Linked DNA regions of Mus musculus: region 1 is linked to region 2. Evidence: chromatin contacts called from public HiChIP or PLAC-seq data. All regions are on one chromosome and are shown on one strand. The core of a region is the stretch at or near the end of the contact, and the rest is flanking DNA. Distances in the headings are between cores, read along the strand shown.

The links. HiChIP or PLAC-seq counts read pairs in DNA pulled down with a chosen protein or histone mark.
Region 1: a contact with region 2 is called in a CTCF HiChIP or PLAC-seq map of the NIH/3T3 cell line, with 5 read pairs. The contact joins two enhancer-like sites. A contact is called at or near these places in 1 of 15 datasets of contacts at CTCF or cohesin (the NIH/3T3 cell line) and 2 of 115 datasets of contacts at active chromatin or transcription factors (large pre-B cells and pancreatic cancer cells).

Annotation. Positions count from the first base shown.
Region 1 is chr10:84,479,387-84,483,496 of GRCm38.p6, forward strand. No RefSeq gene overlaps it. Among named protein-coding and RNA genes, the nearest start is that of 4930463O16Rik, 6.9 kb to the right of the region's middle. Within about 2 kb of position 1,720, at least 64 of the 459 cell types and tissues checked have an H3K27ac peak or open chromatin away from gene starts, as enhancers often do. A contact at or near this core is called in the NIH/3T3 cell line, where this site is marked.
Region 2 is chr10:84,054,652-84,058,357 of GRCm38.p6, forward strand. All of the region lies in intron 2 of Gm34184 (predicted gene, 34184), which reads right to left. Among named protein-coding and RNA genes, the nearest start is that of Gm40726, 28 kb to the left of the region's middle. Within about 2 kb of position 1,845, at least 47 of the 459 cell types and tissues checked have an H3K27ac peak or open chromatin away from gene starts, as enhancers often do. A contact at or near this core is called in the NIH/3T3 cell line, where this site is marked.

The DNA.
Region 1 (4,110 bases), core at 470-2,969, 420 kb after region 2:
GGATATTTGCTGTCCCTATAAGAAACAAGATGAAGTCAGAAAGGCCGGCATGAGCTAAGTTGCCTGGGCCTGTGGGCCATGGAAAGGATGCTTGCTTTCATCTCAGAAGCCACAGGAAGGCTAAGAGTTCAAGCATGGAGGTGAACATTGTGTAGGATACAAGCAAGCCACAACAGTTGCACTCAATAGCAGCCAGGTTCCTGAGGGCTCAGCTGTGGCTGCTTTGTCAAAAGGCCAGACATCCATTCTCCTTGTGTTTTTAAGCAGTCCTCTGAATCCCAATGTCTGAAATAGCTTGAGGAACATACTAACCACCTGCTTGGACATCTGGTCTACCCCTATAATCGGTATCTCCCAAGCTCTATAAACCAGTTTATTACTAAAGCCATATCACCCGATTATCCAGGTGTGTCTCTGAGAGGGGATAAAAACCAGATTATATGGCACACAGGTGGTATATCAAATATAAAAAGAAAATCACCAAATTAAATCTGAACAAAACACTACCCAATTGGCTAGACTCAAGAAGACCCAGCCCTCAGAGTAGGAACCAGGGGGAGCCTTGATTCTTTTATTTCATAATATTTTGGCAGTAAAAAGAAAAATCTTTGAAAACTATTATCCATTTTACTGTGGGTTTGTTAAATGAGTTTTATTCTCATGTTCTTTCTTGGGTCTGTCGATACTCTCACCGCCCCCACCCCTACCCCACCAAAAGAGGTGGCAGGTGCACTTTTAGGAGTCAATGACCCGTGTCATTGCCTGATACTATGTTACAAAGCAAAACTGCCTAGTTAAGACAAAGAACTGGTTGAAAGAGCAGGACATAATAAGAGCAAGGTCTGATTTGATGGTTGAAAAGGCTTGCTTGGGGGTAGTGTTTGTTTTCATATATTTTCTTTTCTCTAGATGCAGAGAGAAAGACTCAGACAGTGAATATCGGTTTGAACTCTACACTTTGTCCTGTAACCCTTGGGGACTGAGTCTGCCAACTCTGAAGCCAACGATGCAGAAATTCATTCATTCACAGATATTAAGGAACGATCTACTGTCTCCAAATCCTGAGCAAAAATGGAACTGAAAGATGAGCAATGCCTAGTTCTCAAGTAGCTTACTCAGAATTCACTCGACATAAGCTGTGGTTGTTCCCACCATGTTCCTGGGTCATGGTGATCTTGATGACTTGCTAGCTAATGCAAGCTCTGTGAAACTGTGTAAACAATAATGGCCAAATCCCTTAATGGTGTAAAGGGAAGGGTGGTAGAGAACAGAAGTGGGGAATGTAAGCCACATTTTCAACTAGCTGCCTTGTGTCAGATTAGAATCAACTGTCACAGGTCTGCATTTTCCCCTTACTTAACAGCTTATGGAAAGTGGAGACCCGTGGGTAAATCGGGATCCACTGGTCTACAGCATCTCCTCTGTGGCTATAGAGAAATGTACTGGAGCAGTGCCTGGCACCAGGATCAGTTTCTATTGGGGGAGAAGCCAGTGTGTGTGTAGCTCAGACATGGGTGCACGCAGGAAAAAGCAGCTGAGATGATTCTGGGGAAACACAGACGTGGCTCTGCAGTCAATTAGTGAGGGCGAATGAAAATGAGGTCAGTCCTCGGATGGCAAGTCCCAAGAGAGGCAGTGAGATACCACAGGAACCCCTCCACGCTCCATTCTTGGTAGCCTCAAGGACACACTTCTAAAAATAGATAAACAATACCACTCTGCTGGAGATTTCACAACTGCTGGCCCAGCACAAACTGCTTGGCTTTGGCCAAGCCAAGATGCAATGAAAACCAGCCAGGAGGCTGAGCCAGGAAGCTTAGCATGACCAAGGTCAGAAATCCCAGTAACAGCATCCCTCTGTCCACAGCCTTGACCACAGAAGCGTGGAGACCCACCACCCCAGGTCCTTGCTTGAGCTGTTCTGCAACTCAGAGAGCTCTCCTCTAACACCCGTGGCTACCCGAGACTTCATTTCAGGGACATAGGAGCCTGCATCAGTGAAATGTTGCCTCAAGGACTAGAAAATTAATGAGCAATGTCCACAATTCCAGTAGAGAGGAAAGCTTGCAAGCATGAGGTGGGGGCGGGGCCGGATAAGAAAAGGGTTCAAAGGGGAAGTAATTACAAACACACGAGAGGAGACAGATCATAGTCCCAGCTGGAAATGTGGGACAGCAAAACATGAGATCTGGCATTCCATCTGTGGGCTTAAAATCCATTTTAAAGTTGACAGTTCTATGCAAGTAAAAAATGTCTATTGTTATGATTGATATAAAGAATCCAGCTGGGCGGTGGTGGCGCACGCCTTTAATCCCAGCACTTGGGAGGCAGAGACGGGTGAATTTCTGAGTTCGAGGCCAGCCTGGTCTACAAAGTGAATTCCAGGACAGCCAGGGCTATACAGAGAAACCCTGTCTCGAAAAATCAAAAAAAAAAAATCCAAAACTTCGGGGCTGGAGAGATGGCTCAATGGTTAAGAGCACTGACTGCTCTTCCAGAGGTCCTGAGTTCAATTCCCAGCAACCACATGGTGGCTCACAACCATCTGCAGTGAGATCTGATGCCCTCTTCTGGTGTGTCTGAAGTCAGCTACAGTGTACTCATGAATAAAAATAAAATAAAAAGAATCCAAAACTTCTCTCGAGTCCTTGGTGTCCTCCTATGAGGTGAGGTAAGATCGTCCTCCTCTCCCACAACACTTTTCTTTTTAACCAGATGAAGAACATGATTTGGACGCTGCACGCTAGAGCGGCGCTTACAAGTTACCGACCCAGAGGCTCCTTGCCTGACTTGTGGCCATGGTTAACTGTATCAGCCGGATTAGCTTGAGAGTCAGCGAGTTCTCGAATGAGTTGGAATCACCTAAGAGCATCTTACTTTCTCATCAGTTTCTTCAATACAGCCCTGTCTGCCTGATTCCTAGACATGGTAATGCCCTTAGGCGATCGGGGAACCATTTTCACAGCTCTGAGGCATTAAATAACAGCCTCATTCTTTGGATAATGAAGGATACGGCCCACTTGGAGTGTGTCTGCGAGAACCTATCCAAAGCTGGGTGGCATCAAGGGCAGCAACCTAATGGAGAAGAACGTATGTCGGTGGCATCATCCCATGGGCTAGGGTCCCTGATGGAACAGAGTCAGGAGAAGCAAAAACCCCACTCGCAAGCTTGCGCTCTTCTTGCGCGCGCCAGACTGGCCAGCAGTAATGACGCTGCAACAGGATCCTTCTGCACACGTTTATTGGGAGAGCTTGATTGCAAAGGCGAAGAGACGCCGAGCCCAGAACTGGTGTATAGGCCTAGGAGAGGCGTGTCTCACACCCGAATTGGTTATGCACTATGCCTCATTTGCATGTTCCTCATCTGATTGGCTACTCTCTCTCTCTCTCTCTCTATATATATATATATATATACCTCACAGAGCCTCATTATCATACCTCACTTGCATGTCTCACATCTGATTGGTTATACTCTCAAAGCCTCATTATCATACCCGGGCCAGGCAGTGTCTTTGCAAAAAACTTTACTGCATATGTACACATTGGTTGTTTGTCCAAACTTATGCATGGTGGCCAGCAGTAGTCAGTGCCACTCTGCAACGGCACATGTAGCTTCCCACACGCTCTGCCCACCAGCTTCCTGGGCAGCATGAGCTGACCGGGTTTATCTCACCACAGGCTTCTGCCACCATGATTTTCTTCTTCACCAGTGGCCCAGAGCAATGACTCCACTTGGCATGCATTGAAACCTGTGGGCCTATGAGCCAAACTAAGTCTTTCCTCTGTTAACTTGTTTTTATTTCGTTGTTGTTGCTGCTGCTATTGTTTTAGATTAGTGTTCATTATTATGCATACAGCATTCTGCCTGCAGGCCAGAAGAGGGCATCAGGTCTCATTATAGATGGCTATGAGTCACTGTGTAGTTGCTAGAAACCGAACTCAGGACCTCTGTAAGAGCAGCCAGTGCTCTTAACCTCTGACTCATCTCTCCAGCTCTGTTAAGTTGTTTTACCAGGTATTTTTTCCACAGTGATGGAAAATGAGTGGCATACTTGTACATAAAATTTATCCAAGAAACTTTAAAAATTAATCCTGGAGTTTGTTGTAGAC
Region 2 (3,706 bases), core at 595-3,094:
CTCAGGTGCACCTCTCCTCTAACCATACTTGCTGACTGAGTCTGTGATGACCTAATTGGCCACAGAGACAGGAGCAGATGGCTCACCTAATAACAAGCCTTTTACATTCAGGGATGACCCCTTTTGGGCTTCGTTTTAGTACTGTGTGTGACCCTGTGGGCGGTTGTCATTAATCAAACATGCTCATTGAGTGTGCCAAGACTACTGGATAAATAGGCCAACAAGGCATGCTCACACTAGCTCACTTTGAACTCTGACTTAGACCCCGTGTTCCTGTCTCCCATTAAACACAAAGGCATGTACACACACACACACACACACACACACACACACACAGAGGGAGAGAGAGAGAGAGAGAGAGAGAGAGAGAGAGAGAGAGAGAGGTAAAAATTAAGGTCTTTATGTGCATCCATGCCTGACTAATTCTAGTAGCTAGATTTCACCCACTCACGCTGGCATGAGTCCCTGGTGGTTTGACAATTCCCCACACTAAGTTGGATCTCTCTGCTTCTGACTTTTCATTATTAGCAATGGGGGCTGTGTGTGGACCGGCTTGAGGGTCTGTGTGCCATGGAAATGAGGCCACAGACTTCCCATGTTTGTGCAGATGGGGAGAAGGGGCTCTGGGAAAGAAATACCCTCCTTTCCTTTCTGTGGAATGTAACCCCTTGGGGCAAAGTGAAGGTTGTGGTTCTCAGCTTTGCAAAGTCAAAGGTATCCATGTTCTAAACTGACACCAGTGTCTACCAGGGACTGTGGCGAGGAGAAGCATCGCAGCCTAGCAGCCAGGGAACAGAATAGACTGAGGCCAGAGGCCCGGGGAAGACCCTGTAAGAGCTAAAAACTAGAGAGGCTTCTGTGCTGCCACCTCAACTGTGAAGTCCTGAGGTGGGGAGTGAGAAGGGACACAAGTTCCAGGGACAAATCAAATAGGTCACTAGGTCAGAGGATTGTTCCCGAGCCAGTGCAATGAGTGTGTGTTAGCTCAGCTCAAGCAACACTCCTGATCAAACAATGCTATCGGGCAGAATATAGTTGCTCTTTGAAAAGAAACCTCCCCCCCCCCCCCAGTTTTGATACTTAGAGTCTTCAGAGTCCCTAATAAAAGAAGAAGAAAAAATACTGGATATTTTCAGGCTCCCAGTAGCCTCACCAACAACGAACACAGTTTTCTGAGTCAGGCAGATGGGCTGAAGGGTGAGGTGGAGTGGGAAGTCTGTCAACACAATGTCCCTGGGTCTGGTTGCTTCCCTTCCCGCTCTATTTTTATTATTAGGTGATTCCGGGCCATTTCCTGTTATTATTACACTTATTGTTGTCAGAGGAAGCCAATTCATTTTCATATTAGCCAGAGCAAAGCATAATCAGGAAGAGAATCTGCTACCAGAAAGGAAACATGGAACACAGACTGCTGCTTGACATTCCAAAGCCCGAGCTCAAATAAACAACATGGAACAAGCAAGAGAGACCAAAGGGATGGCAGGCAGAGCACCTCCCCCACCATAAACACCGGCACCTCAGACAACACGCACACGCACACACACACACACACACACACACACACACACACACTATACATACCTCCGACATACACCACATCACACATCCACATATGCATATACACCATGTGTATAACTTCCCCACATCATACACACACACACATCGCATACATACAGACCATATGCACACTGTGTGTGCATTATGTGCACACACAACACGCACCACGCACACAGCATACACGTACACCACAAAAACACAACACACACATGCCACACACATGCATACATACCATCATTCACCCAAAGAAACTGTCTACACAGTGGCTGAGCTTCCTGCCAGGGCCATAAAAACGCTGAGTCACCCCCAAGGAAAAATAGTCTGAGAACTACGTGATTAACCAAGACTTGTGCTCTGTACTTTTGTTTTGGAAGGAAAAGCAAAGAGGAAAGGGGAAGGTAGCCTGAGCATCTTCTCATTCACAGGGCACCTGGAGCAGGCTCCGCCCACCTCCTTGCCTGAGGTCTCTCAGGCCTCTAGGCTGCTCTGCACATTCTGCCCTTTGACACAAAGCCAGCAACTTGGAAGGTTCATTCATGGATTTAAAGTTTCTTCCAGTCTTCCCTCCTCCCTAATGAAGCAGTTTCCTTCAAAGGTTCACGATGCCCACTGTCCACTCCAGGCAGAAGAGCAGGCATTTTCTGCTGTGCCCGGCAATGGGGTTGGGGGTGAGGGGCAGGTGTGTATAGCGAAGGGAAAAGAAGGGTGTTCCGACAGGTGGATGACGGCAACTCTGCGCGCAGGCCACGCTATCTTTCCAGAGTCCATTTCAGGCACCCACAGTCATTGGTGGCATGTGGTCCTGGCATCACTGCTCCTTCCAGGGCCAAGTCAGGCAGCCAGGCTAAGAAATCATACATTCAAAATGTCTAAGAGGCAGGGTTTAAATATAGATATGCCACAATCCTAATGTGCTTCATTTAACTGTTTCAACCTTTAGTGTTCTTAGTTGAAAATTAGAGATTAACCCTGTTTTTACCTTTGCTGGCCCTACAGTTTATTCTTTAAATTGTAGCCAGGAAGATTATACCAATTAGGATTCCACTTAACCACCAGAAACAGAGATAACTGCCTAGAGAGAGCCTTAATGGGCTGGGATGGCTCTACTCCCAAGGACTCTGGTCCAAACTTCTTACCATCCCATACAGGGGGGTGGGGGTGGGGGATGACCCTTGTTTTCATAATGAACTAGAACAGGTAAAGATCCAGACATCATGTCTGCATTCCAGGTTGAAGAGGAAGGGCAAAAACAAAGAAGAAAAATATCAAAAGCTGCAGTGAACTTTTTGGAGCACATACCGTTGGCTAAACTTAGTTTCATGACTTATGCCATGTGTCCAGCCGAAAGTGTGGGGTTTCTATTATAAGGAAGAGGAAAGAAATGGATGTGAGGGAATAGCACACTCTCTCTGCCAGATCAACCCTTCAAAATATAAGGCAATTCTAATCTACGTTGCTTAAAACTGTGTTATTTCTCCCATGCAGAATAAAAGCCAAGGCCATTGGAGCATCCTCCAAGACACCGAGGGTCTGGTTTCTTCTCCCCCTCTGTACTGGCTAATTTTGTATCAACTTGACAAAGCTGGAGTTATCACAGAGAAAGGAGCTTCAGTTGAGGAAATGCCTCCATGAGATCCAGCTGTAAGGCATTTTCTCAATTAGTGATCAAGGGGGAAAGGCCCCTTGTGGGTGGGATCTTCTCTGGGCTGGTAATCTTAGTTCTACAAGAGAGCAGGCTGAGCAAGCCAGGGGAAGCAAGCCAGTAAAGAACATCCCTCCATGGCCTCTGCATCAGCTCCTGCTTTCTGACCTGCTTGAGTTCCAGTCCTGACTTCCTTTGGTGATGAACAGCAGTATGGAAGTGTAAGCCGAATAAATCCTTTCCTCCCCAACTTGTTTCTTGGTCATGATGTTTGTGCAGGAATAGAAACCCTGACTAAGACACCCTCTAACCTCATTTCTTTAAAAAAAAAAAAAAAAAAAAAAAAACTTTATTGGATATTGTCTTTACTTACATTTCAAATGTTATCCCCTTTCCCTGTTTTCCCCCCAGAAATCCCCTATCCCATTCCCCCTCCTCCTTCGGAGTCTATGAGGGTGTATCCCCACCCAACCACCCACTCCCACCTCCCTACCCTGGCATCCCCCT